Regions from separate parts of the Mus musculus genome. Here regions 1, 2, 3, 5, 6 and 7 are each linked to region 4. The links are chromatin contacts, called in public promoter capture Hi-C maps. All regions are on one chromosome and are shown on one strand. The core of a region is the stretch at or near the end of the contact, and the rest is flanking DNA. Distances in the headings are between cores, read along the strand shown.

Evidence for each region. Promoter capture Hi-C pulls out the DNA fragments that hold promoters and counts their contacts.
Region 1: a contact with region 4 is called in a promoter capture Hi-C map of hippocampal neurons, with 6 times the contacts expected there. The contact joins the promoter of Platr7 here to the promoter of Chst11 in region 4. A contact is called at or near these places in 3 of 39 promoter capture datasets (hippocampal neurons, liver and pre-B cells).
Region 2: a contact with region 4 is called in a promoter capture Hi-C map of pre-B cells, with 4 times the contacts expected there. The contact joins the promoter of Tcp11l2 here to the promoter of Chst11 in region 4. A contact is called at or near these places in 2 of 39 promoter capture datasets (hippocampal neurons and pre-B cells).
Region 3: a promoter capture Hi-C map of hippocampal neurons shows a contact between it and region 4, with 3 times the contacts expected there. The contact joins the enhancer-like site here to the promoter of Chst11 in region 4. A contact is called at or near these places in 4 of 39 promoter capture datasets (hippocampal neurons, liver and pre-B cells), 1 of 115 datasets of contacts at active chromatin or transcription factors (microglia) and 1 of 9 other capture datasets (embryonic stem cells).
Region 5: a promoter capture Hi-C map of pre-B cells shows a contact between it and region 4, with 3 times the contacts expected there. The contact joins the promoter of Tle5 here to the promoter of Chst11 in region 4.
Region 6: a contact with region 4 is called in a promoter capture Hi-C map of stem cell-derived epiblast-like cells, with 3 times the contacts expected there. The contact joins the promoter of 4930463O16Rik here to the promoter of Chst11 in region 4. A contact is called at or near these places in 6 of 39 promoter capture datasets (hippocampal neurons, liver, neutrophils and 2 more).
Region 7: a contact with region 4 is called in a promoter capture Hi-C map of stem cell-derived epiblast-like cells, with 2.1 times the contacts expected there. The contact joins the promoter of Polr3b here to the promoter of Chst11 in region 4. A contact is called at or near these places in 3 of 39 promoter capture datasets (hippocampal neurons, pre-B cells and stem cell-derived epiblast-like cells).

The regions. Positions count from the first base shown.
Region 1 is chr10:84,551,124-84,554,991 of GRCm38.p6, forward strand. Platr7 (pluripotency associated transcript 7) reads right to left here and starts at 2,215. Exons shown (of 4, transcript NR_040658.1): 1 at 2,137-2,215; 2 at 1,525-1,587.
Region 2 is chr10:84,575,216-84,578,916 of GRCm38.p6, forward strand. It overlaps Tcp11l2 (t-complex 11 (mouse) like 2), which reads left to right and starts at 1,732. Exons shown (of 10, transcript NM_146008.2): 1 at 1,732-1,797.
Region 3 is chr10:84,387,540-84,391,731 of GRCm38.p6, forward strand. All of the region lies in intron 4 of Nuak1 (NUAK family, SNF1-like kinase, 1), which reads right to left. Among named protein-coding and RNA genes, the nearest start is that of Nuak1, 51 kb to the right of the region's middle. Within about 2 kb of position 1,347, at least 96 of the 459 cell types and tissues checked have an H3K27ac peak or open chromatin away from gene starts, as enhancers often do. A contact at or near this core is called in hippocampal neurons and microglia, where this site is marked.
Region 4 is chr10:82,983,829-82,987,969 of GRCm38.p6, forward strand. It overlaps Chst11 (carbohydrate sulfotransferase 11), which reads left to right and starts at 1,669. Exons shown (of 3, transcript NM_021439.2): 1 at 1,669-2,154. The coding sequence starts at 2,037.
Region 5 is chr10:81,557,426-81,561,428 of GRCm38.p6, forward strand. Tle5 (TLE family member 5, transcriptional modulator) reads left to right here and starts at 2,019. Exons shown (of 7, transcript NM_010347.4): 1 at 2,019-2,243; 2 at 3,794-3,891. The coding sequence starts at 2,217.
Region 6 is chr10:84,486,775-84,490,667 of GRCm38.p6, forward strand. 4930463O16Rik (RIKEN cDNA 4930463O16 gene) reads left to right here and starts at 1,519. Exons shown (of 4, transcript NR_108059.1): 1 at 1,519-2,407.
Region 7 is chr10:84,620,769-84,625,014 of GRCm38.p6, forward strand. It overlaps Polr3b (polymerase (RNA) III (DNA directed) polypeptide B), which reads left to right and starts at 1,530. Exons shown (of 28, transcript NM_027423.2): 1 at 1,530-1,770. The coding sequence starts at 1,699. Gm17249 (a long non-coding RNA gene) reads right to left here and starts at 1,877. Exons shown (of 2, transcript XR_380645.4): 1 at 1,429-1,877; 2 at 1-690.

The DNA of each region.
Region 1 (3,868 bases), core at 965-3,464, 1.6 Mb after region 4:
CAAAAGCAATAAAGAGCTTTTCACACTAAATCGACAGTTACTGGGTTTGAGGGTTCAGTGGTTTAGAGCATTTGTTGCTCTTGCTAAGGACCTGGATTAAATTCCCAGCACCCACATCGGGGTTCACAACCATATGTAACTACAGTTCCAGGAGTCCAACATCATCTTCTGACCTCTATTCACACCAGACATGTACCCGGCTTATGTTATACATGTGGGCAAAACATTCATATAAAATTTAAAAATAAATAAATTAGTAAAGATTTACTGGGTCTTCAGTGTCCACACAATGTATGTTTACACCATGCCATAGCCCATCAAGTGTGTAATCATACAGTGCCTAACAGTTTAAGCAAGTAAGATAATCACTATGAATCACCAGAGCCTTCTGTGTTGGTGGGGATCTTGACACAGTGTGGATGGCTACTGTCTTATCAGGGTGGTGGTTGATGAAGGTTGAAGTAGCTGTGTTAATTTCTTCAAATAACTTGCCAGTGGGATCCTGTTGCTGTGATAGAATGTCTGGCAACAGCAGTTTCATGAAGGAAGGTTCATTTAGACCCATAGTTTACAGCCAGCCTTGTAGGACGTCATGGAGACTCTTCCTTTTCACAACAGACACTTCTGCAGCAGGCAATGTTGCTGTCTTTGTTAGGGTTTCATGCAGTGAAGAGGCACCATGACCAAGGCAACTCTTAAATATTTCATTAGGACTGGCTTACAGTTTCAGACATTCAGTCCCTTATCATAACCGCAGGAAGCATGGCAGGGTCCAGGCAGACACCATGCTGGAGGAGCCAAGAGTTCTACATCTTGATCCAAAGGCAGCAACAGGAGACTCTTCCACAGGCAGCCAGGAAGAGGCTCTGATTTCCACACTGGGCAGAGCTTGAGCATAGCCAACCTCAAAGCCCAGTGACACACTTCCTCTAACAAGGCCACACCTCCTAATAGTGCCACTCCCTGTGAGCCAAGCATTCAAAGACATGAGTCTAGAGGGGGGTGGGGGGAGGCAGCAAACCTATTCAGACCACCACAGGGTTAGGGTTGGCTAGCTCATTGAATGTTACCCAGGCTGAAACTGCTTTCAGTATTCTCTCGGGCTCTGTTTTAGCCGAGCCTACATCCTATGATACTGTCTGCAGTCTTCTGAGCTCCTGTCAGTGTTGGTATTTTGACATTCACAATATTATCTTCAAAGACTCTAATCACAGAGCCCCATAACACGCTAATATTGATGAAAATTTTGAAATATTATGAGAATAACCAAATTGTAACACAAAATTAAATGAGAACATGCCTTATGGGAAATGGCTCTGGTAAACTGCTTTACGGGAAATGGCACTGGTAGACCTGCCTTGGAAGATGCACGGTTCCCAAACCTTTCACTTAAAAAAAAAAATCACAATTTTCAACCTGATAACAAAATCTAGGTAACACTGTTTCTAAATAAGCAAATTATCTGAACAGATACTTTTCAAAAGAAGAAATACAAGTCTGGAACTAATAGAAAAAAATACTTACCATCTTTAGCCCAGAGAAATGCAAATACAAGCCACAATGAGATTCTATCTCCTCTCAGAATGACTACCAAAAACAAAAACCAAAAAGGTGGTAAGCATCAAAAGAGAGAAGGTAGAGAAACATATAGAATGAATGTCCATTGTGATTCTTAATTTTTAAGATTTTTAAAAATTATTATTTATTTTATGTATGTGAGTCCACTATAGCTGTCTTCAGACACACCAGACGAGGGCATCAGATCCCATTACAGATGGTTGTGAACCACCACGTGGTTGCTGGGAATTGAACTCAGGACCTCTGGAAGAGCAGTCAGTGCTCTTAACCGCTGAGCCATCTCTCCAGCTCCCATTGTGGTTCCCTAAAATCTTGATCTTTATATGACCTAGCTTTCCCACTTTTGAGTATATATCCAAAGACAACTAAAACAGAGTATCAACAAGATGTCTACATGCCCATGTTTAATCATGACAGTATTCATAATAGCTAAGACACTAAGTGACCCTAAGGGCCCTTTAATAGATAAAGAAAATGTGATCTATGTTCACAACAAAATATCATTCAGCCATAAATAAGAATGTCCACAACAAGATCCTATTGCAGAAAACACCACACCTGGTAGTTGTAAGCATGATGAAACCGAGCTGGAATTGAGCTGGAATGTCTCCCCTGACTTGCTCTCTTCAATAGTGCTGGAAAGTGATGTGCAGGTGGCTGGGGTTTGGGCATGGGGGAGTTGTTAAGGCTACCAACTGTGTTACATACCTGTGTACACTATATGCCATACTATTGGTCTGCCAGGCAAGACATGCCTGTGCATGCAGTCATGGCATGGTTGCTATAGAGGTAAACAACTGCTCTCTGATTGGACTTGAGGCCTGCACCACAGGAAGAAATTCATATCTGCTACTGTAAACAAGGTCAAAAGCCCATGGCCCAGGAGGTCATAGGCCCTAGAGGAGAAGCTACTACTGTTGTTCCTAAATGAGCTAGGAAGCCCCAGAGCTAGCTAGCTAGCGAGGTTTCCCACCAGTACTCTCTGGATATGATTAAAAGCCCTTGCCTCAAAGAATATGGTGAAAGAATGGTTAAAACTGATTCTAGACATCAACCTTAAGCTCCACATATGTACGCATACATGTGCATGTTTCCACACATGTGTGTCCACACACATGCAAATACCTACATACTACACACACATATAACACACATACACAATCACACACACAGAGGACAGGACAGAGAGAGGTTGGGGGAGATGTGAATAGAGGTTGGGTTTCATTAGTGCACACTGCATGCATGTGTGGAAATGTCACACTGGATGCCATTAACATGTATAATTAATATATGTTAATAAAAATGAAACAATTCTCTGAAAATGAAATTATCTTAAGAGGACAGTAAAGTGAAGTGCAATAAACTAGTTGTACCAGTTCCTCTCTGCAGCCTGGGGAGGGAAGGTCACCTTCTCTCTTCTCTCTCCCCTCTTTCCTTCTCCCTTTCCTTCCAGCTTCAGTCTCTCCACATGACGAGATAAAACACACTAAAATTTCAAAATCAGTGTCCTGAGGAAATTTAAGGCCTTACCCAAGATCTCCACAAGTTGCTTGGAAACATCTTTTCTGAAGTTTACTATCCTAGCCACTTCAGACTCCATGAACTTGTACATTGAGATGGTCTACCTTCCCGTCTCTGGTCCTATGTGCCTATGCAGGCAATAGTGACATGATGCTATGAAAGCAAACAACTGCTCTCTGATTGGCTGTGAGGCCTGCACCACAGGAGGAAATTCATGTCTGCTACTATAAACAAGGTCAAAAGCCTATGGTCCTGGAGGTCATAGGCCCTAGGGGAGACTGTTATAGATGGAACAGCAGCCCTTCTTCAGTCTCTATGGAAACATCCCCCACGCTCACTTAGAAGGCAGTCTAAATACATAGATATGGTCAGAGACATTGGGGAACTGAAGAGAAATTTAGACAGCTTCAGAGTGAACTTAGATAGCCTCGTGAAAACCAAACCAAAGCAAACTCTGGGGCACGGATGCTAGGAAATGTGTTCCCCTTGGCTGCTCTGCTGGGTGGAGTGCCTCCCTGGGCCCTCCCACTTCCTCCCTCCCATTGCTCTACGTGCATTTGCAAATGCATGTGTGCAAGAACTTGATTAAAGTCTGTATTCTCTCAAGTCTGGAATTCTCCAGCTCACACTGGTCCCAGCCTCCTGGCTCAGCAGGTGCCTAGTTGGATGAAAGGGGCATTCACTGCAGCAGAACCGGTTCCTCTTGGTCTGTTTATAGAGAGCAAACTTCTCTTCTCTTCTCCTCTCCTCTCCTCTCCTCTCCCCTCCC
Region 2 (3,701 bases), core at 482-2,981, 1.6 Mb after region 4:
TGAGACTGGGGGCTTCTGACATCTGTTTATTCCAGCAAGTGATATTATAAATAACAGTGGGTTTATGGGAAAGAGCCTGGGTGACAGCAGCACTTTCTCTTTAATCTCTTGATCTGTAGCAGGTTGTATATTTTACTGCCTTTTTAAGATTTCTTTTACCATTGAGGTGAATGTCCCTCTTTGTGGGAGAGTGTACATGCGCTATGGCTGTGTGTGCTTGTGTGTGGAGGAGTCCAGAAGACAGCACTGCATCCTTTAGAACTAGAGTGTTCTACAGTGTTTGAGAGCCGTCCAGTGTGGATGATGAGATCTGAAATTGCCTGTGGTCCTCATGATAGAGCAGCAAGGATTCTTAGCAGCCGTGGCTCCACTTTAGGTTGTGTAATTTCTAGAGTGACAGATACAAATGGATACAAATCTCTAGGTAGGTTTTCTTGTTCAGAATAACTTGCCAACTAGGTTCAGTAGCTAACAGTGAGCTTCTAAGAGTGCTTTAGTTCCATTCTTATCCCACTGAACAAGAAGATCTCTTGGGTAGGCAAATGTTAGGGACTTGGTTATAACCTCAGACCAGTCCATGCTGTACAATTGTATTTCTATCTTGCTTTAAACTATTGTCTGCTTTTGGTTTTCTTCTTTCTAGAATGATAGTAGACAATTTGCCTCCACAATCCGATATGATTTTAGTCCTAAACAGGAATATTTCAGCTTATATAAAGTTCATTTATTTTTTTTGTATGACGCTACCCACAAGTAATACCAACTTGTACCTGGCAAAATAGTGGTTCTGTTTCTTTATGCCCAGAAGCAAGCTCACGAGAAGTTATGCTTAGTAAGCCTGACCACACAAGAGCCCCTCCCAGCACTTATTTACATTAAGCCTGGTTGAAAACTCTCCCCAAGATAAGCGCCGCCAAAGAACCCTTAGAAGAAGTAAGACACTTTATCTTTGTGCACAGGCGAAGCCTTCGGAGAGCTTAGGTAGGTGTGGCTCCCAGAAACCAATCGTCCAATTCAAGGGGCAAATCAGGACCCGTGTTTACAAGAACATGTTGACACGTGTGGATGACGCGGTTGGACGCTGATGTGCGTGGGACAGCCTGTTTGGAATGTTGTTGACTCGCTTGGCCCGGTGTGTGTGGCCATTGTGAAGGTGGGCATGTAGTGTTTTTATATTACTGCCGCGAGCGGACACCAGAAGTCTGTCCGTTCGGTTGGAGTTAGTCCATTTCATCCTACCTGGTAAACTGAAAGAAACAGGATTGGGGGCGTCACCCGCTGCACTTAGGCCCCGCCCTTACACAGCCAGGCCCCGCCTCCGAACGCTTTAGGCCCTACAGCAGCCCAGGCGCTCCCGGCCGTAGGCTGCCCCAATTCCGTGTTCACTCCTCTCCCCGCCCCTGGCGGTCCGGACCGTACCACCACTGAATATAGGGAGCACACATTTCTCGTGTGCAAATGGCTTTCTGTCTGAGCCTTCTTCAGCCTTCACGATAGAAACGTGAGAAAGCTATGGTTTTTGTAGACAGACTCTTCAAGAATTTAGGGATCTTCGCCAGAACCCTGCCCTGGATTCTGGCGCCGCGGTGCTATAGTCCCCCTCCAGTTCCTTCCCGAATGGTCGCGCCCAGGGAGTACCTCTGGGCCCTTTAAATACCGCGTGGGGCTGCGGGGGGGCTCCAGAGTTGACAGACTGCTGAGTCTCCCCTTGTCTGCGACGCTGGTTGAGGGGGGATACGCAGAGCCCCGCGACCCCCGCCACCTAGCTTTCCTCGAGTCTCTACGCGGGATCCGGGGGTGCGTACCCATCCCAGGGGAGGGGCCGTGGGATCTGAGGGGACCGCGTCTCCTTATGGCAGCGGGAGGGCTCCTTGTGCCCTCCGAGTTCGGGACATTTGACCTCGGAGTCAAGGCTTGAAGTGGGGCACGGTGGCAGTGGTGGCCCAGGCTCTGCCGGGGCCGCTTGGTCGTGATGACATCCCTTTGGGTGCGTGCCAGCGACTGTGCTCAACGGCGCGAGACGCTCTGGGCTCCCCGTGCGGTCAGGTCCCCAATCCCTCGTCCCTGGAGGAGTGGGACTGAGCCGCGGTGGGGCCCGGCTGGGCCTCGGCCCTATGTTTGGGTCTTGTTGCTGGGTTTCTCGAGAGCTGGGTTCTGTCCCGGCAGTCCCCTCCCCCAAACGTTTGTTTTGACAGGAAACGTGGTGCTGCTAGAGGGAGGGGCGAGCAGAGAACGTGGGCGAGCGGGCAGGACTCCTGGGACTTCCGTTGGACTTGACTGTCCAGGAGGCCAGCTCAGGTCACATCTGGGTCAGACCCTTGCCTTCTCAGACCCTTGCTTTGCCTTGCTTTGGGTGGCGCCACAAAACATAGCAACGAGATTCGGTGGCACGTGGATGACACAGTTATGTGTTTACGTTAGTACAAGAGGAAAAACTTCCATTAAATGAGCGATTTCGCAATGTTTACTTCTAAAATGCGTTTATTAGACTGGGACTGTAGTTCTGTGGTAGAGCACTTTACAGGACTGTAGGTTCTGTCCTCCCCCAACCACAAGAAGCCCAAATCATGTGTTTAAACACAAGAATCCAGTCAACAAAGAAGGGTTTGTTAAACTACCGTTACAAGCAGAGTAGAAACACTTGAGTGGTTCCAGTGAGAATGGAACCTCCCTCTTTCATCGTTGTCTTGGTACCTTAACGGTAAAGAAACCAGGCAACTTGTCTTTGTCCTTAGTGGGCTGCTCAGCACAAGGTGGTGTTCAGCTCTCAGCTCTTAGTTAACCTACCTCCCAACTGATAATTTCAACCAGTTCTTACACTGGTTCCTGGGCTAGGAGTCCCCATCCCACCTCCACCTCCACCCCGCCCCGTCTACTCTGCCTTTTTCCTACCCCCATGGATTTCATACATTGCTCCACTTGAAGTGACCCAGGGCTGAAGGGCGCCTTACCCCCCGGGTGTGCAGCACAGGTGTTAAACTAGGCATCAGGGATGGGGGGGGGGCGGGGGCAACGCTTTCCAGGATAAAAAGTGCTTAGAAATCCTTCCCAATGCTGTAATGACACGTGGAGCACGGGCATCTGCCTTTTAGACAGTGGCTGGCTTGTTGGCTTTTGTCTAGCTCTCCGAGGCGGGCAAAGACTCGATGAGGACCAGTACTGTTCTCTCCGTGCTGTGTTTTTTGCCTTACTCTAGCCTGGTGCTAAAGCACGGTTTGATCGAGGATGGAAATTGTCTGGCATCTGCAAATTTTTTCCGTCAGAGCTCAGTCTTGCCTTTAACCCCCTATCCTATAAGTGCCTTATGCCTGACTTTGGTAAAGTCTTGGAAGGAGAGTACCCACTAAACGCTTCTTGCCACCTCTTTAATCCCCCCCCCCCCAATCCTAGCCTTAACTTGGTGGATTTCATTCCCCAGGGCCCTTGTTGGATAACCTGAACAATCTACTGCCAAATGTTTTTGACTTGCTAGCTGTAAGCAGTTAGTCCTTTGGGTAATACCTGAGTTTTAAGGAGGGATTTCGAAAAACATAGGGAATGGCCCTCTGATAGAGGACTTTGGTCACTACCGTGGGGTGATCGAATGCTGTTTTGTTGAATGATCTCTTTCAGCGATGTCCTTCACGGTATAGTGCTTGAACAGCTGTCCCAGGGTAAGGTCATCTTGCTTCCACACGTGAAAGTGTCCGTGTGATGATAGA
Region 3 (4,192 bases), core at 97-2,596, 1.4 Mb after region 4:
CTGTTTAGCACGTCCAGATGGCACAGGGGCATCTGGTCTGCCAAGGGATAAGAAAAGCTCTCTGGAGGAAGACCCCCTAGAGGATAGACAGATAAGGGGGAATGGAAAGGGCATTCCAGACAGAGGGAACCGTGTGTTCCAAGGTCAGGAAGGCAGAGAAAGCTTTGTAGATTTGAGGATTTCAAGGGCAATGCAAAGGAGCCTTTCTGGACCAGATTCACTGAACGGCACTGCCAGGCGCCGTCCCCACCCTGATCAACCTCCTTCACAGCACAAGTGGATCACATACTCTTTTGTTTATTGGTTTCAGCCCCAGCTGAAACCCCAAGTCCACTGCAGGGAGGGGGGCACACCTTATCTTCTTTGCCTTCTTAATATTTGGTGACTAGTTATCACTACTAGTTAAATGACCACCAGACTCAGAGCTCCAAGACAAGAGGGACCTGGCCATCCCTCCCCCATTAAATCCCCCAACACCCGGCACAGGACTAACGACATAGCATTTGACACTTGGTTAAGTATTTTATGATCAAGCCATATGCTCTATACTAGATATTCAGCTCCTGAAAGGATAGAAGAATGACCTCAGGCAGCGCAGGTATGCTGTGATATAAATAACCCCACATATACACACTCGGGTGCACCTGATGGGTAAATGAAGGAGTTAATGCAAGACTACAAAGTTCTCACACTCCAAAGCCCAGAGGTCCATGATGCCAAGCTTCGCCTTGCTAAGCTGCCAAGATTTCTATCTCTTCTTGTCACTGCCATTCAAAGCGACTCTCTTATCCACAGCAGCCATGCCTCCATTGTCACAGGGGCAGTAGATCATCTCCCCTCTGTTCCTCTCTCCTGAGCTCTGAAAGCCCTGCAGATTCCCAGCCCTGCAAGAGGAGGTCAGCTGACCCGGGCGCCTGGCCCTCTTCCGGCAGGCACTTTTACAGGAGCCTTCTCTGGGAATGGTCAGCATTCCATTCTCCCAGAGAGTGGGATGTGAATCTGGCCTGTTTTCATTAATTGCAAATTAATGCTAGGCTGGGTGCTATTTTAGTCCACGCTTCCACAGAGGGTGGAATGCGACCCAAGGCAGCTAGCGCATCGCGCTCATTCCTTCTGCCGTTGGACTGCGTGAATATTTTTAGAAGCCGCACCCTCTTGCCGTGGCCAGATAGATAATTTCCAAAACCAGATGTGCTCATTGCAAATCAGCATAAGGCACAGAAGGGAAGAGCAACCAGTCACATGGCTCACACCAAAACTGCAGCAACATCTAACACATTCCAGCCAGAAGCATCTTTAGAGACTTCCCGCGGGGCCACAGGAGAGGTGGACCCACAATGTGACAGCCACTCCCCCTGCCCTTAGCACGATCGATCTTGCCACTCACATCCGGTTGGTTGGTAGTCCATTTGTACCCACGGTCCCCCTAGGCCAGGCAGCGATGGCCTTTCATTCACACAGAAGGCCAGCTTGTGGCCATGTGTATGACTGCTTCTGTCAGCAACTGTCCTTTCTAAATATGCATCTGCAAAGTGCTGAGTCAGGAAGCGCGGATTCCCATGCAGCCGGAAGGCAAATCAGCACCAGCTGAAACACATTTTTAAAACACTTGGAAGTGGGTGCAAGAGGATGGAGTTTGCCTGGAAGTCAAACATGGGAGTGAGTTTTAATCCTGGCTAGGGGCTCCTTTGCCCACAAATCAATCAGTTATAATGCTTACATGTGCCAGGCACCAGGAGATGCTCTGGAATGAGAAAGACAACAAACTCCTGATCTCAGGCACACCCCTTAGACAGTCCAGGCTGGAAATCGACCCTCAACAAGTTCTTTCAACTAGACTATCAGGTCTTAGTTGACATCTCTGCAGCAACGGAGGAAACAGTAAATAATGACTTGTTAAAAGGACAGATTTGATTATGTGTGAGTGTGCGCACACGCGCGCGCACACACACACACACACACACACACACACACATGCTCACACACGTTCCCACCCTGGGCAATGTCAGGAGCAGAGATTCCTAAGAAAACAGACAAAGAAAAATATAGGACCAAAGTTGACTTTTGTAATTAAGTACTATGTGTGCTACTTGGATACAAAAACAGAGGCTCTCAGGTGGAAAACCTGGTCCCCAGGAGCCCCATGCCCTACAGTCACTTCTCTGTTGCTTTGGGTTTTACAAATGAGCTGTTCTTCCAGGCTGCTGCCCCATTGTCCCCAACACAATTGCTCTCTGAATTCTGGCCATTCTTCTGCTCCATTAGGGAATTCTATGACTCCACAGGAAGCTATGCACCTTATCACTTCTGGGGCTACAGCATGGGACCAAGAGGTCCCACTGTACCACAGAACCCAATCCCCAGGCGAGAGGCTCACATTCCAGACCTTGTATAGTCTACATTTAGTTCCGAGGGCTCCCGGCGACAGGTGGCAGGAAGAATCTGGACAGGGTATCACTGAGATCAACAGATGATATGGAACCCTTAGAAGGCAAGGGTCCAAACTGACAGCAGGCCCGACCACCACCCCATCCCAGAACCACTTGCCCAAGCTTCTGGCTTTCCATGCATTTCCTCCTGCAGGGGCCAGACACTTAGACTTAGGCAAGCTCTTGGGATGGACACAGCTAAGCACCACCTCCTCTGAATGCATTTCTAACTACTTTCACATTTATTGTCGGTACCTAGAACTGGGGATTGCCCACAGAAACTCTCGGGAAAAAATTGACTGGGGAAAATAAACAAACAGTACACAGCTCTTCTTCCTACCTGACAGGAGAAGCTAAGTTCAGTGCGTGAGAAATTTATCCTGAACCCTGCTATCAGCAAGAGACAGGGCTACCACACAAACCTGGGCCATCCAACTCCAGAGCCTCCACTCCTAGACTGGACTCATTTGCAGACGGTTGATTCTGACAGTTTAATTCTGAACATAGAAAATACCTAGAGCAAGTCTGTGGCTGTTATTATTATGTATTTTGTAACAGGAGGAACTGGGTTATGTGGGGTTTTTCCAAGGTCAAGGAGCTGGGAAGCCCCACAGCCCATAAGTTGGCTTTTTGGTTTTTTTCCCCCTGTCAATACAATTTTCAATTTTAGCAAGTGAAATCTGAAATCTGAAACACATCCCCAATCCATAATTTTTACACTTGATAGTTAGTGCTCCTTCTAGAATAATCCAGCCACTTGCCAAAAAGGGATTTGAGATTTCATTTCCTGTTCTGAAGGAGAACTGTTTCAACCCATCATTTTCACCAGGCTCGGTGGACTGGACAGAAATATGTAACTGAGGTCAACTCTTCCGTGAGTGGCAGGCCATGGGGATGTGTCTCTCAAGGACGGCTCAAAGGATGCTCGTGACAGCCATGTTCTACAGACCCTAAAACAGCTCTAGCCTTCCAAGTAAGGATGTGGTCCAGCACACACCCACTGACTGACACGACAGGGGCAACTGAAGAGGAAGACGTGCAGTTGTTGCTATCCCTTGTCTGGGGAGGGTCCATTTGAGGGCTCTTGTGGGCAGTCCTGAGGCCATTTCATAACGAAACCCGTACAGCAAGCTCCATTGATTTTGAAATGGTGTTTGCTTGCTTTGTGGAGGGGTCTGAGGGACATTCAGAGTGCTCCCAAGGAAGCCCTTGAGCCCTCTAGAGCGCTCTCCAGCTTCAGCAGCCGTCAGAAATAAATGTGAACCCCATCACTCACTCGCCCTTTCTTTAAGATTGATTTTTGTTTCTAATTATGCGTAGGTCCGTGTGTCTGGTGTGTGGACCTGTGCACTTGTGAGTGCAGGTGTCCTCAGAGGCCAGAAGAGGGTGTGGGATCCCCTGGAGTTATGGGTGGCACCCCAACATGGCTGCTATGAACTAAACACAGGTTCTTTAGAAGAGCAGCAAATGGTCTTAATTGCTGAGCCATCTCTCCAGCTCCCAACCCGCCCTTTTTGAACTACCACCATTTTTACCCAGCTCTCAATTCCATAGCTGGTTCAAGTGTGAGACGGTGAGGAGAAAGGAGCAGAGATATGGGGTGGGAAGTCACAGCACGGCAGCTAGAGCAAGGCTTCTAAGTGGGCTCTGGATTGTTTGCCAGTAGTCTCAGCACTAAGGAGGTAAAGCGAGGCGGACCATCTGTTCAAGGTCCTCCTCAGCTACATAGCGAGTTTGGAACCAGCCTGGGCTACATGAGATGC
Region 4 (4,141 bases), core at 419-2,918:
GTGACTACCCAAACTGGCTTATTATGAATGTCCAGGCTCAACAGTGTGGTTTTCTGCCTTGGGCAGAAAGATGATGGAATGAAAGGCATGCAAATCCCTCTTCATCGTGCTTTGGTTAAAGAAGATAATGGCACGCCTGTAATGAGCAGCCCTGCAGGCCCTCTGGGGGATATGCCCCTACAAGGGGTCCATCCTCCCACCCAGTGCACTAGGAGGAGACTATACAGCAGTGCCTACTCACATCATGTGGGGACTCCCTGGGGAGTGGCTTGTATTGGAGCATGTATATCTCGGCCACCTCAGCAAGCAACTCATTCATAAAGGAGCAGCAAAATAATACTGGCTACATAAATATCTCCCTGTAATTGACTCTTGTCTGAATCACAGGAAGCCTGCGGACTTTCTCTGCTGAAGGGAAAACTTCAGGAGAAGGAAGAGGAGGTTTGGAGGCGTTTCTGGATACATGTATCAGAAAGCAACTTGTGAGTCTGTCAAATGTGAGGGGAGGATAAGGCCCATTACATTCAGATTCGACAAGAATTTATCAGTGCCCCTGTGAAGAGACACATTCAAAGGTACAATGTCTTATGGAATCCAGCATTCTGTAAATGCATTTAATGGTAAAGTAGAAAGGTCAGGCTTTACAATAACCCTGCTTTCCTGGCATAAAAGTGATCTCCTTATCATTGACCCGCGTCCACCTTATTGATCCTTGGCCACCCAAATGCATGGAGCTGAGCATTTAACAACATTTTACACAATGCAGGTAAGCAGCGCCATCTTTCTCTCTACCTGCCAAGGCTAAGCTGGCTTGGATCTCCCCCTCCCAGCCTCCACTCCCAACACTTTGTTGGACTTTTAGGGGCGTCTTTTCACATCCGTCCGACTGATTCTCATACACTTCGAATAAATTACAGAAAGCTGTACCTTTTGGTGAAACAGTTTTAAAAGCTACAAACCCGCTTTGCCCCGAGGGGTGCGGGTGAGGGCACGTGTCAGAAAGGCTAGCAGCGGCAGTCACCAGATCCTGGGATGCCGGAACAGTTTCCCTAACCTTGACTTTAAGTCCGCTCTCTTTAACCTCTTTGCAAAAGCAGCCCTCAAGCTGAGCTGTCCTTTGAAAGAAAAACGGAACTGCCCAGTTTTTGATCAGTATGAGAAGGGCATCCGCTCTTAGGGGAGCGTGGGGCAACTTCCCCTGCTAAACCGCCCAGGGATTGTAAATGGTCGCGTGTCAGCAGGGCTCCTGTTTGCCTCTGTCACCTAACCTGCTTCTCGCCACACCGGAGAACGGGTGGCAGCACTACAGCATCTTATTCATGGTTTTCCCCCATCCCGGTTGTGTCATGGAAACGTTCACGCAACCTCGAGACAGCGGCCCAGCTCCGCCCAGGGACTGAGGGCTTTTGGGACCCTGCGGGAGCGTGCTGCGCACTCCGGACTCCCCGGGAAACAGCTGGACGCGACCACGTCTCGGGTAGGGGCGGGGGGAGGCGACGCTCCGCCCCGGCGCGGCCCCGCCCTCCCCGCTCGCCGGCGCCCTCCCCTCGCCGGGGGCTGCGAGTTGCGTTTGGTAAAACCCAGCCCTGGAATATATAGATCACTGGAGCGCAATGAAGTAGCTTTTGGCGAGGGAGGGAGGGAGGGGGGCCTGGACAGTCACAGAGGCCAGTGCACGGCGGCGGCGGCACCTTCCTTCTCGCATCCCGGTCGCCCGGCCCGTGAGGAGGCAGCGGCGGCCGCAGGCGCCAGCAGAGGAGGCGGCGGAGCATCGAGCAGAGGCGAGGCGGACCGGCAGGAGCGCGCGGCCGGAGCCACGCATCCTCACACTTGCACACCAACTCCTGCGCCTTTCACCCTCTAGACCAGAGTCGGGGCCTCGGAGAGCCTCGGTGAAGCTAGCGGGAGCCAGCTCCGGAGCCCAGCCAGCTCTGTTCTGAGCCTCCCCGGTGCTGGTACCCCCGCGGCGGGGTCCCCGCTTCTGCGCTCGGGACGCGCCTCCCGGACAGCCGGGTCCCCGCGGCCAGGACAAAGCCATGAAGCCGGCGCTGCTGGAAGTGATGAGGATGAACAGAATTTGCCGGATGGTGCTGGCCACTTGCTTCGGATCCTTTATCTTGGTCATCTTCTATTTCCAAAGTATGTTGCACCCAGGTAGGGGGCGCGTTAGCGTGGTTTTGTTGGATATTTTCTCCTCTCTCGCTCTGCTTTCTGCTTCTTCCAACCTCACCTCTTCCCTTCGGCCTCTTCGGGGCTCTTTACTGCCGGGATCCGCGGGTCACGGAGTTGGGATGGGAAGAGAAGGTGCGCTTCCTCTTCCTCCCATCTCCAGGCTAGAGGTTGAGACTGCAAGGAGAGACAGCGGCGCGTGTTGTTGCCTCCTTTTTCTTTTCTTTTCTTTTCTTTTTTTCTTTGTGTCTTGTCTATTGGCTAGGTGGCATAGAAAGGTAGGGCTTGTTGGAAGCTGCCCGGGTTGATGGGAAGACTACAAAACTCTGTCCGGGTTGCTGCTGAGGGCTGAGGTGAAGCAGGCGCTGGCAGCCGGCTGTTCTGCGCCAGGCAGCGCTGCCTCTTCCTGGTTGGGGACCCCCGGGCGAGTGGTGCACGCCCCGGCTGGGTAGTGAGTCCCTGCAGCCGCCTGGGAAGCCCCAAGCCCAGCTACCACGTGTTCCAAGCTCAGCAGCAGAGCAGGTGTGGGGACAGAGTGGGTAGGTTCCCTGCTCTTCTCTCCATCGGGGGAGATATTTTGCGAAAACACCCCAGGGTCCAGCACGGTGGTGACTTTGCAGCTGTTGCTCCTGGGCCTGGTCTACCATCTCCTGGCCCCAGACCCCCCAGCTAGGAACTCCAGAGCCTTTGGGCTGCACTTTGACCATCAAAGCTCTTGGAGATACTTTGTGCAGTTTCATCCCTTCTTCTTGGGTTCTGAGCATTTAGAGACTTCTGCAGCACAGGAACGAATCCTTCCTCACGTCTTCTCTGGCTTAGGCTAAATACCAAGTCTCCTATCAGGATAGGCAGGGCCTAGGCACCCCTCATCCCGGGGGTCCAGAAGGAAAGTTTGGTGCTAGAGAAGAGAGGGGCGCCCTGGAGTGCTCTGGCCGGGCTGTGCTGCATGGTTTAGAAGCCCAACAGGTAGGACTTTCTAAGACGGTTCTGTATGTGGCCACCCAGCCTTAGACTTGGGAACCCCTTTCCCCATTTCTTCTGGATCAATAGACCTGTACTGGGTCACCTTGACATATTTTGACTCCTCAGAGTCGCTACAATAATCATTTCCTTTCCTAATAGCAGGGAGGAAGGGGGTGGGGTGGAAACACGTATCTTTCCAGGGAAATAAGGCTGTTTTTTTTTTTTTTTTTTTTTTTTTTTTTTTTTTTTGCCTCCCGCCTTCTTTACGTGTATAGCTAACACTTTCAGTAGACTCAGCCGCGAATTCATCAAGCCAGACAGAGCCGTAAAGCTGTTCCTTGCATCAAACAGGCAGGGATTCCTTGACAGCGCAGGGACAGACTGGCCTCTCTTCCTTTTGGGGCTCACAACAGTTGTTAAGGAGGTCTGGCTGCCAAGAATATGGTCTTGTGCTACCCGGACACCCCAGCCAGTCCTGGTAAAAGATGGCTTTTGTTTGCAGCTCATATTTTTAGTCTAATGTCAGCAAACTCCTTACTCAAACCTGTGGTTGTGAAACTTGTGAGAGAATTTAAAAATGGACTTTGCTGGCATTCTGGGTTGCAAGAGGGTGGGACCAGACACACGGGCATCTCAAGAGTGCCAAGCTCCAGGGGCCACCCAGAACCAAGCCAGAGGGCTAGAGGACAGGCTGGTATGCAGATATAATGAAGCTAATGCTGTTTAAACAAAGGGCCCAGTGATTTGGTCTAGACTTCAGAGCTGTGTTCAGGCCTATTCAAGTTTTGCTGGGATGGTGCGTGCCCGGTAATTCTCAGCAGAAGTGCTTAGACCAGGAGTGTATGGAAGGAATGTACGTGAACCTCTGTGCACCTGTAAGTTGTCCATCAGAATTCCCTTAGCATGAATCCTGTGGTGAACTACGAAATAAGCTTTACTCAAGACACGGAGGAAAAAACTCACAACCTGTAGCCAGGGCCTTGCGTTTCCAGCTTTCTAATCATCAGAA
Region 5 (4,003 bases), core at 769-3,268, 1.4 Mb before region 4:
TGGTCTACAGAGTGAGTTCCAGGACATCCAAAGCTACACAGAGAAACCCTGTCTCAAAAAAACAAAAAGAAAAAAAAAAAAAAAAAAAAAAGAAAGAAAAAAGCTGCTGAGTCTGGTACTCAGCACTAGACTAACTAAGTAACTAAGTAACTACTTAGTAGTTACTACAAGATAAACTGTGCCATCCTGGAGGCTGGAAAGTCAAGGCAGGGATGTGACCACATAGGACCAGCTGCTGCTGTGACACCTGACACCTCTGGCCCTGTTGGAATCAGGGACTGCCAGAAAGCCACAGAAAGGTCGATGATCACAGGGAAGGCTGGTCTCATGCATGAGGGCCATGAGTTCAGGGTCTTCCTCTGCTCCAGAGTTCCAGACCAGCCTGAGCTACATGAGACCCTGTTTCTATAAAATAAAATAAGACAATGTCACAGGTCAACAGTGGGACCCTTATCCAAAAGTCCTGTGAGCAGGATATGGGTCGGTATCAGGAGCAGCCGCGTGGACTCCTGCCTCCGGGATACCAGAATCAGAGGCCTGGTCCTGTCTCTTGAGGCCTGCAGTCTCTAAGGCTTCCTCTTACCTTCCTCTGCCCTCTGTGGCTAGGGGAGGTCCCAATCTCTCCCCACCGGGGTTTGCCATAGCCATGGCCTGGCTGAGCTTGGCTGGCCACTGTAACCTCTCCTCTCTAACCTCGTGGCCATTTGAGTATGACACTCAGTGATATTCGTCTCTGTCTGTCTCAGGTAAGGAAATGTTTGAGACAGGGTCTTGTTATACAGCTCAAGCTAGCCTGAAATTGTAGGAATCCTCCTGCCTCAGCTTGCTCTGAAGTGTTGGGGTAAATAGTATTGGCCCAAAGAACTATTTTATTTATTTTATTATTATTATTATTATTATTATTTTTTTTAGTTTTTCGAGACAGGGTTTCTCTGTATAGCCCTGGCTGTCCTGGAACTCACTTTGTAGACCAGGCTGGCCTCGAACTCAGAGATCCACCTGCCTCTGCCTCCCGAGTGCTGGGATTAAAGGCGTGTGCCACCACGCCCGGCTCCTATTTATTTTTTATTATTTTTTAAGACAGGGCTCATGGAGCCCTGGCTGCCCTGGAACTCACAAGGTGGGCTTGAATTTACAGAGATCTGCCTGCCTCTGCCTCCCAAGGGCTTAGATTAAAGGCTTGTGTTACCACACCAGCATATTTGTTTTAATCATTTGTTTTTGTTTTGTTTTGTTTTGTTTTTGGACAGGTCTCACCTCAGTAAGCTGGGTCACAGGTTGATGCTGAATTTTCGATAATCCTCCTGCCTCAGCTTCCCAAGTGTTGGGATCACACTAGGACCTGGGGAACTCTTACCTTTTATTTATGAGACAGGTCTCTCTTTGTAGCCCTGGTTGTCCCAGAAGTCTCTATGTAGACCAGGCTGGTCTCAAATCAGAGATCCACCTGCCTCTGCCCTGAGTGCTTGGATTAAAGGTGTCGGCCACCACCACCTCCTGTGGCCCGATTTAACTTTTTCATGTTTTGAGATAAGGGCTCCTATAGCCCAGGCTGTATTCACTGTGTAGATCAGGCTGGCTTCCACCTACCTCAACCTACCCAGCACTGGTAATAGGTCTTGTACCCCAGAACAAACCATGTCTTACTTTTTGTTGTTTTAAGACAGGCTCTCTGGTAACCCAGGCTGGCCGAGAACTCTTGATCCTCTTGCCTCTGCACCCCAGTCATTAGATTACAGGACTGGGCCCCCATCCTACCTCTGTGGGACAGGTGTCACTCTACTGCCCAGTGTGGCCCCCAGCCGTGCCAACCCTCCCGACTCCAAAGAGGACATAGCACACTGTAGGCACTCCATAAATCCACCGTGAAGCCTGGGTGTCCAGGCTGCGAGTCTGTGGCCTTGGGACTGGGGGCGGGGGGCACTGAGGCAGGCCTCCAGCTGGGGTTCCGGGCCGTGGCGGGGGCGGGGCGCGCGGGGCCAAGGTCACGGGTGGGGCGTCCGGGCCTGCGCAGTGCCGGGCGCGGCAGGTGGAGCGGGAGCCCGGGCGGCACCGCGTCGCCATTACACAATAGCGCGGGCGGCGCGGGCGGGCGGCGGGCGGCGCAGGAGGCGGGACGCGGGGCCCCGGAGCTGTCGATCGGGGACAAAGCGCGGCCGCCCGGCGCCCCCCGAGCCGCCCGAGCCGGGGCGCAGCCCGCGCCCCCCGCGACTGACATGATGTTTCCGCAAAGCCGGCACTCGGTAAGGGGAACCCCGCGCACTGCACCCCAGAGCTCTCCCTGCACCCCCAGCTCAGCTCACTGCACCTCCGGCGCTCACCCTGCACCCCAGCTCATCTCACTGCACCCCTTCTAGGTCGGATCCCGTCTCTCTCCCCGCCCAGGGCCTGTCCCAGGGGCTCCCTACGCTTCCCCAGCTCCCACAGGCCTGTTCTGTCCCCCCAGCCCTGGGCTCTTCCCCAAGGTCCTTGCACCCCACAACCCAGACCCTACGCACCCCACCAGTCCAGCACTGCATCCTTCAGCCCGGATCCCTGAACTTTGATCCCTGCCCTGAGTCCCCTCACCGCCTCCCCCACACCTCGCCCAACCCGACTCCAAGGTCTTCTTCCACCCCCACCCCCCACCCCCGGGCTCCGGATCAGCCCGCACCCCACTGCAGCCGCATTCGGCCTGTCTTCCTGACCTGGGGCTCAGGCCCAGAGCTGCAGCACCCCAGTCACAAGCCCATCATCCCCTCACCCCAGACGCGCATGTCCTCCAGCCCTAGATCTTGCATCCCCACCTCGGTGCACCCCCCCCCCCCCAGGCCCAGCTCTCTAAGAGCTTCAGACTGGCCTGCCACCAAGTCCAAGGCCCTGCACCCACCATCACCTCGGCCCTGCACTTCTTTCCACCTCAGATCTGCCCTGGCCCCAAGTCTGGTGCCCTCTACCCCCCAATACAGTTCCCGCACCCCCTGTCTCTCTCTCCAGCCCTGTCGGGCCTGGCGTCACCATCCGGGCCCAGCGCCACCCCCAGCCTGGCTCCGCGTCCCTCCTCCAGCTGCAGGCCCCGCACCCCAGCGGCCTTCCTCCTCCCAGCCCCCATCCTGCACCCTCAGCACTAGGGTTGGGGAGACCCTGTGCCCGTATAATGTCCAGTGCTCCCTTGTCCGGAGCCGGATACCCCGCAGTCTTCCCACCCCCCGCCCCCCCAGCACTAGGCTCCGTCCCTCTCATGTCCAAGCCCATCTGTCGTCTCCCACACCAGCTCCCAGTGGCCTTGCTCCCCACACCCTGCCCCTAGCCTTGCTCCCCAGATCCGAGATCTTACACCCTAACTCCTGACCCAGTGCCCTCAGATGCCGGCCCTGTACATATCCCACCCCCCTCGCTCCCCAGCCCCCCAGCTTCCAGCTCTCCCTAACTCCCAGGCCATGATTTCTCTGTGGCTTTGGCTGGGGCCTGGGCAGCTTTGGGGGGGTCCCTTCCTGAAGAGCACACCCGTGAGGAAACAGGTGTGATGGGGGTACTCCCAGGAAATGTAGGGTGGTAAGTTAGGTGCCTCTTCCATGCCGGCTTTGAAGGGAGGCCTGTGCCACCCTGATTGACTTAGAGGGGCTTTCTGGGGAATTCCTCTGGGAGCATCTGGAGGACAGAGGTGCACCCCGCCCCATGGGTGCCCGCCCCTCCCAAATGACCAGTGTGTAAAAGTGTCCCCACTGCCTAGGGGCCTCACAGCCCCTTCCTGGCAGCCCAGGAAGTGGGGCATGGGCGGGGCAGGACGCCGCTCACCCTCCTGCCCCCGCAGGGCTCCTCCCACCTCCCTCAGCAGCTCAAGTTCACCACCTCCGACTCCTGTGACCGCATCAAAGATGAGTTCCAGCTGCTGCAAGCGCAGTATCACAGGTGAGCCCGGACCAGGGCACCTCCATGTGTCTGTAGAGTTGTCTGTGGCTTGAAGGAAGGCCGGGTGGGGGGTGCCTCTGTCATCTCAGGGCTCAGGAGGTGGGGCCAAGAG
Region 6 (3,893 bases), core at 269-2,768, 1.5 Mb after region 4:
TGGGAGCCAAGCCTATGAGGAGAGACCAAACCATGAAGAACTGAGGAGACCTGACCCAATGAGTGGCCAAGAAGGCAAAAGACGGCCGAGGGCAGTAATTGCAGGAGACAGGTTGCCAACACTGGGAGAACTCCTGGGTCTGACCACAGGAGGAGTTTCAAAAAGTCACCAAGACTTCCAAGCTCTGACAGCTGGGGACCCACAAGGGCTAAGGCATGAGATTTGAAAACTAGCTTGTGAGTACATGAACCCTGGAGTTACAACATGAAGATCAGAAGGTTCCAACCCCCTTCCCTGCCCCACCCCCGTGTTTGGAGTTGTCATTTATAAAAAACAAAAAAATCTGCCCCGTGCCTCTGTGACTTTCCATTCAAATAAAGGAAAAAGGCTTTCCACCGATTAATAACGCCACGAGGGCTTCCTCTCCACAGCCTCTGTTATTAATGGAACTGCCCTCCTATAATACCCTGGAGGCTATTCTTCCTCTAGCTGATATCTGAATCCATTGTTTATGACAGACTTTCCTAGTCATTCTATGTTGGGGTCACTGTGGTGGTTCAAATAAGAACAGATCTAATAGGCTCCATATATTTGAATGCTTAGTCACCAGGGAGTGGAATTCTCTCAAAGGAGTAGAAGGATTAGAAGGTATGACCTGGTTTGAGGAAGTGTGGCACTTGGGGTGGGCTTTATGGTATCAAAAGCCCCCCCTTGCTCTCTGGCTCTCTTGCTCTCTCTCTCTCTCTCTCTCTCTCTCTCTCTCTCTCTCTCTCGCCTGATGCCTCTGGCCAGAGGATCATCAACAGTCCAATATGGAATTGGCTACTACCCTTCTCGTTCCCCTTCTCCTCTTTTTCCTAATCCTACTAATCCCACTTTGTCTTATAGACTTCTTGTCTCGATCCAAAAGATTTCTAACCAGACATTTAATCAGTTTTTATTCCAAAATTTCCAGCCCTTAGCTCTGATGTCAGAGGCCTGTGACATTTGGTTATATCCTGATGGGAAAGATCAAACTTGCCCCCAAGGAACTCGATGCCCCCAATCAGCAGGAAGCAGTCTAATGATAATATCACCTCCCTTTATGACCCCTGACTTTGTCAATAGTAAACAAAAAAGAGGGGAATGTTGGCTATTCACCCAGCCGGACTTCCTTGCCATAGACTCCCTTTGTAAACTTTAGAAACTGTATACTTTGTCAACTTTGTAAACCCTCAAGGCAGGTTTGAGGACCTCCAGCAACCAGGGCCCATCCCCCAGATTTCTCTAACGGCCCACCCTAACGGTCATATTCTAACAGCTGTAACTGTCATTCCCAGCGCTGAGGCAGGAGAATTTCCAAGCCCCTCCCCACAAGAAAAAAATACCACTTATTATTTAGTAAGAAACTCCACCAATCCCTGAGCTCCCCCAAGCTCAGGTCTTGAAATCCCACCAATCCTCACCCAGGAAAGCTCTGCCTTGGAAAGCTCCACCCCCTAAGAAATCCTATATAATCCCTGCTTGCTGTCTTCTCCAGGAAACATAGGTAACAACCTCATGTACATTTCTCCACGCCCTGTATTCTTCCCTCCCAGTAAATCTCTTTTATGATGTTTGCTGCCTGATGTGACTCTCTCATCAGAAGAAGCCAAGAAGCAATGAAGCAAAGAAGGGTAGATGGGAGCAGGCTGAGGCTCCGGAGCTCAGCTGGGGATACGTCCCCTGGGACCTGCAGTGTAGAAGAGGAGCCGCTAGGGGGAGCTGATAACAGTGTAGCACTCCAGTTGACCAACCATATCCTCCATAAGGGCTGCAAGCCCTCTGCTAAGGTTTCCTCTCAGAGTTGTGTGGTTCCTGGGCTCCCACGTCTCAGAATGTCCTTCCTTTGCGACATTGTCCCACCTCAGAGCTGTGTATGTTCCTGGGCTCCCAAGTCCCAGGATAACTTTCCACTGAGCAGAAACACCAACAGTTGTTATGCCCAGTGCTCGGGAACCCCAGAAGAATGCCAGGAAGTACAAGTCCGATGTTAAAGAGACTCAGAGCAAAGTCTTTCCCACTGTGCAGGTTAGGGATGTGATGCCCGCATCCAGGGGCTTGGAGTATATATACACGTGCATATTCATAGGCAGAGCTCCTCGAACTTTGGGGTTACGTGACTGGGGAGGTGATGAGGGAAAGCTATCCTTCAAACCCGATAACGTTTGTTCAGGGCAAAACCATGCAGCTGGGAGGGGGACCCTCCTGACCTGGGAAGTAACTTTATGGAGCTATCAGGAGCTAGTGTATTTTTACATACTGGTTGCAGCTGTCTGGGAACACTTAATTGCCCTTCCTTCATGGTCCAAGCATGGGCCTTTTATCATTTCAAGGATGTTTGGTCCTTGTTCCCTTCAAGGGCAGGAGCCTTCTGCACCTGAGAAAGGTTGGTTATCAAGGAGAGTGACACAGAAGCAAGGGTTTGTTGTTTTTTTGTTCGTCTCTCTCCCCCCTCCCCGCCGCCCAGAGTAGGGGTGGGAGTCGTTAGGGGGAAGGGAGTGCCACCATGAAAAGGGGAATTGCAATATTCCTGCGCCAGGCTGGGCCTTCTCTGTTTGCCCTCTCCAAAAGAACTGGGGCATCTATGCTGAGAAAGGGGAGGAAGGGGGCTCTAACTGCACCAGTGGCCGGAAAGTGCAGAGGCAGGTTTCCTGCGTTTCTTCACAACTAAAAACATGTTCCTCTATGAAGTTTCCCTCTTTAATAAAACTTGCTGGGGCTTCTTGGAGCCCCTTTTCTCAGCTGGACTTCAACCTCATTGCTATGGTTTGAATGTGCCCACCTCCAAAATTGGGCTTTAGGAGCTAGGGTGCCAAGGTGACATGACCATAAGGTTTGTGCCCCTTACAGATGGAATTGGTGTCATAAACTCCTTCTTGCCCCTTTGCCTTTCCCGCCTTCTGTCATGTGAATCAAGCATCCTCCCAGAGAAGATGCAGCATTCAAGATGCCATTTTGGAATCAGAATCATAAAACCTTCCAGAACACTGACTTTGGACTCCCAAGTCTCTAGAACAGTAAACCAAATAGTTATTATTATTAATCTATTTTGAGGTAGGGGCAGCGAGCACCACCTCACTGAACAAATATGTGGTGGAGAGATGGGGAAAATAGACAACTGGAGAGTAGGGTTGGCGGGCTGGTGTGCAGCAGTCTGGAGCTTGTATACACGCAGACTCAGCCACTGAACGTGCTCCCTGGCTGTGGGTTCTCTCTAGCTCTGGGCAACAACGGAGGCCTGAGATAAGGAAAGCTTTACTTTCTGGATTAGACCTTCTCAAAGGATCACCGTGCTCCATGATGCTACCGGAGGCCACATCGGTGTCTGTGGACCATGCTGCTGCCCAGGCTGCAAGGCCTAAGATCTATGTGGACCTATGTGATTTGTGCCAACTGACACCTTGGTGATGTCCTTGGGCTATGATGCCCAGAAGGGGGTGGATAAAAAAAATGGTAATCTGAGTAGCACATGACGCTCACGATCCATGCAGCCAGCTGCTGAGGGCCTGGGGTAGATCAGTGGTCCTGATATGGCCAGGGGTGTGTCAACGTCTGTGGTCTGAGAAACCACTGAAGGCCATGCTGGTGTCTGTGGGCTGGGCTGCCTGAAGCCATATTGATGTTTGTGAGCTATGCTGCTTTCCCACCCCCACCTCCCAACCCCACACAGCTCTCCATGGTTGATGGCTTCTGACGGGGATGCAAGTGGAGAAAGACTCACCATGTGGGGCTGGCCACCAGGAGTTTGACCATCCTCCAGTGAATCTATGAACAACACAAAATGGAGGTGTTTTTTTCTTCTTCTTCTTCCTTTTTACAGGGTTGAGAAGGTCAGGAGAAAGGGGAGTGGACATGGAAGGACAGGGAAGTGA
Region 7 (4,246 bases), core at 280-2,779, 1.6 Mb after region 4:
TCAGCACAACGTTTAGATACAAGCACTGAAATTTAACTAGCTAACTCTGTACGCAGATTACCTTGGACCAGGTTTAAAAAAAAAAAAGAACACATATTATTAGATGGTGCTAATTATACAGGTGAACTATTAAATAGTTCAACTATTAAATGGCCAGGAGCATTGTACACACTCATGTGACACCATCCATCTCCACAATTTTTGTATGTTCCCAAACTGAAACTCATTTAAAAACTGTTGGCATCTTTTACCTCTTCTTCCCATGGGATTTTTCTTACCATTGGACTTGCATGAACTCATTTCCAATTTCAGTGACAAATCCTTTTGTCTTCTACCAACTGTGTGTTTACTATTCATAGAGATTTTTTATAGGTGTATCTAATTTTTTAAAAATTAATGGAATACAACTTTTAGCAATTCTTATGCTTTCTCCGTTGCCATCCTTGAAATCTTTCACCAATCAATGTTATTAATACATTACCTTTTCTTTGGAGACAGGGTTTCATGTAGCCCAGGCTGGCCTCGACCTTGTTAGGTAGCCAAGGATGCCCTTGAATTTCTGGATGCCCTCCTACCTCTAGCTTCTAAATGCTGGGATTATAGGTGTCTGTGCTGCCGTGGGAGGATTATGTGCAATCCTTCGTTTATTCGGTGTAGTGGTAACAAACTCCGTCCCTCTGACGTTTCCTTCTAGTGTTTTGTTAAGGTATATTTCATCGACATAGGATTTAAACATATTTTCCCCCAAACCGTTAATTAACTATTCTAATATAATTTATTGGGTTTTCCCTAAGAGGATCTTGGACCTCATTCTTCAAACTCCCTGAGACAGTGAGGTTGTGATCCTACCACCTCTACATACCAAATGCTGGGATTAAAGTCGTGGGCCCCTACACCCTGTCATAGCAGGAATCAACCCCAGGTGCTCTGGAAGAGCAACCAGTAGTCCTCAATCCCTGAGCCGCCCCTGGGTCCTAAGTCACTGATCAGGTCGCTCCCGTTTAAACCCTTCAATGGTGCTTTACTATTCCCAGGGAGAAAGTCTAACACCTTCTAAGAGTTAACACATTTCAGAATCAGGAAGGCATCTTTTACTGCCCCCTGGCTGTCCTGGAACTCACTTTGTAGGCCAGGCTGGCCTCGAACTCAGAAATCCGCCTGCCTCTGCCTCCCGAGTGCTGGGATTAAAGGCGTGCGCCACCACGCCCGGCTGATGCCTGTTCATTACACGCAGGTACCACCAATTATTTAAGCAAGGACTTTTGCTCTTCTGTACTACACAACATACAAGCAGTTTAGACTGAGTTAATTGAAATCTCTGCTTTAGAAGTTCATGTTGTGACTAATGTGTATTATCGAGTCATTTTTCAGATTAGTTATACAGTTAGAACTACTATACTTTGCCGTATTCAATCATTCTGGGGATACTGGAAATGAGCCTGTCAAGAGGCTAGGATTAGCCCGGCGAGACCTCGGAAGTACACCAGTGGGTGTAGTTTTCCACATCCGGCTCGGTCACTTCCGGGTTCCTCCGCAGGTTAGGCCCTGACCAGGCGGAACCTTTTGAAACGCCTCCCCGTAAACAAGCGCCACGGGGACACCGGAGGAGAACGCACACCACTCTCCGCGTGCTACTTGCTTGGAGCCGCACGGGCGGATGTGAACATTCTGCCGACTTCTTCCTCTACCGTGAATGGAATGGATGTTCTAGCCGAGGAGTTCGGGAGCCTGACTCCGGAGCAGCTGACTGCGCCGATCCCGACTGTGGAGGTAAGTGCCGTGAGCGCAGGCAGCGGAAGAGGTTGGAGACGACTAAGGAGGCGTTGCCGGGAGAGTTTTCAGGATGACGAGGGCGGGTCCCTGGGCTTCTACGCATGCTCAGAACTTCTGCACATGCTCGGAGCTCCGGGTGTGTGAGCTTTTACCAGGTGTGGTTCTTGAGCGTTTGTAGCAGCAAGTACAGATCTCTCAGTAGCGTCCTACGTTTAGAAGCTTAGCGAATGGCTCTCGGGTAAAGCTTTTCTAATTTAAGTGTGCACTGGCAAGAATTGGTCCTTGTGTATTCTCTCAGGAACCAATATCTTCTTGCCGATCTCACCTGGAAGGACACAGAGATCCTGAGAACGTAGGCAATGTTCTTGAGGTCCCATAGCCGGCTTTGGTGCTAAAAGTAAATGGGAATCTCACCCTTGTCATCATTTTCCTTTTACTCCACAGTTTCTTTGGACTGCAGGTTTAGTTTAAGTACCTTGACTATCCCTTCGTCCCCCATTTTTGATCTTGTATTTTCTTAGGGGCCCCTATAGCTTTCATCAGATTCTTAAAAGTTAAAGGATAATTGCTTCACGGTGAACTGCCTAAGGAAGTGCAGTTATTGACATGATTTTGTTTCCTGAGAAGGTATATAAATTCTCACTGAACCTTGACATCTTTGGCACAGAATAGGGACATCTAGGACTGAAGATGGTCGAGGAAGAAATTCAGGCAGAGGAACAGGTTGTACATGACCCCAGACACACCATCAGTTGTTTCAGGGGAACAAATAAATCTAGTGGAGCTAGGGGAAGAGGGCAGTAAAAGATGCCTTCCTGATTCTGAAATGTGTTAACTCTTAGAAGGTGTTAGACTTTCTCCCTGGGAATAGTAAAGCACCATTGAAGGGTTTAATTGGGAGCGACCTGATCAGTGACTTAGGACCCAGGGGCGGCTCAGGGATTGAGGACTACTGGTTGCTCTTCCAGAGCACCCGTGGTTGATTCCTGCTATGACAGGGTGTAGGGGCCCACGACTTTAATCTCAGCATTTGGTATGTAGAGGTGGTAGGATCACAACCTCACTGTCTCAGGGACTTTGAAGAATGAGTTCCAAGATCCTCTTAGGGAAAATACACAGTATTTGTCTTTGTGTTTGGCTTATTTCTCAGTGTTCCCCTACTCCTAATCAACAGGACCTGCAGCCCATGCAGCAAAGGATAGTTAAGAATGTAGCCCAGTCCAAAACTGCAGACTTAACTCCAAGCTTTATGAGTGTTATTTTATTTTACTTTTAATATTTTTGGTATGGCTCTCCAGGGAGAGTTTTGTAGATCACAGCGTCGTGTTACAGTGTTGCTGTAAGGAACCTTCCTCACAATCGTCCTTAATTGCAGCATGAGCTGGAACTCTCGGTGTCTTCCAAATGGGCCACTACACTGCTTTCTGGTCCTTCTGTCTGTGTTTCCCAGCCCTAACTCAGCTTTTGAGCCACGGTGCACTGGCTCACTGGAACCTGCTGTCACCTCATTCACTACCTTAAGCCTCTTCAATGTACCTACCTTTCTTTCCTCACCATGTCTAACTCATAGCAGGCATAGACATCCTCAGTGTTCTCCACCCTGCCAGCTCCTTCAACCCTGTGCGCTTGCACACAGTGGCTCCCTTTATTTGGAATGCCTCCCTCATACAACCACCATGCTCAGTCATGGCAGTATACCTAGCATCTATAATAATCCACCTCACTGCATACTGTTATAGCACCTACCAAGTGTCATTCCATTTGCTTACATGTCGCCCCTATTAAGCTAACGACTTCTGAAGTCAGGAGGCAAGTCTGTTTACTTGTTTAAGTTGCTGAAACACTACCCCATAAGTACTCAGTATAGTCGATTAGTATTTGCTCACCTCATCGATGAATAATAACCAGCCCCAAAGCCTGAGTAACTTTTCCTACCACAGTATAATATGAAGGAAAAATATAATAGAAATGATTAGTTCAAATAAACCAGAGCTCCTGTCTAGAAAGTTGTAGAGAAAATACAAGTTGTGGAGCTGAATAGAAAATAGGCTGAGCTAAAAGGAAATAGCATTTGTTCATTTAACTCAGCACGCGAAACTATTGCTCTAGTAAGTACTGTTCATTACTGTTTATTATCCCACTTACATAGATGGGAATAATCAATATGAGTAAGTGCAATGTCAATTTCTGAGTCTCCCGTGCCATTCTTTGCCTTCTTTGGCAAAGGCAGTAAGTAACATGATTCATTATGTTCATTCATTCAGAAAAAAGAAAATGCCAAAGCCTGAGCACCCTGCTACAGAGAATAAGACCAGGGAAAGGGGCCAGCGGTGTTAGAAACACGCAAGGGTCTATGGCAGACACTGTGGTAGCTTCCTAAGGAAGACATGATTGAAACACAAAATGTAATCTACAAATTAAAGTTGAAAGTTTAATGAGAAAAAAAACTATCAAAGACAGAATAAGTATACAA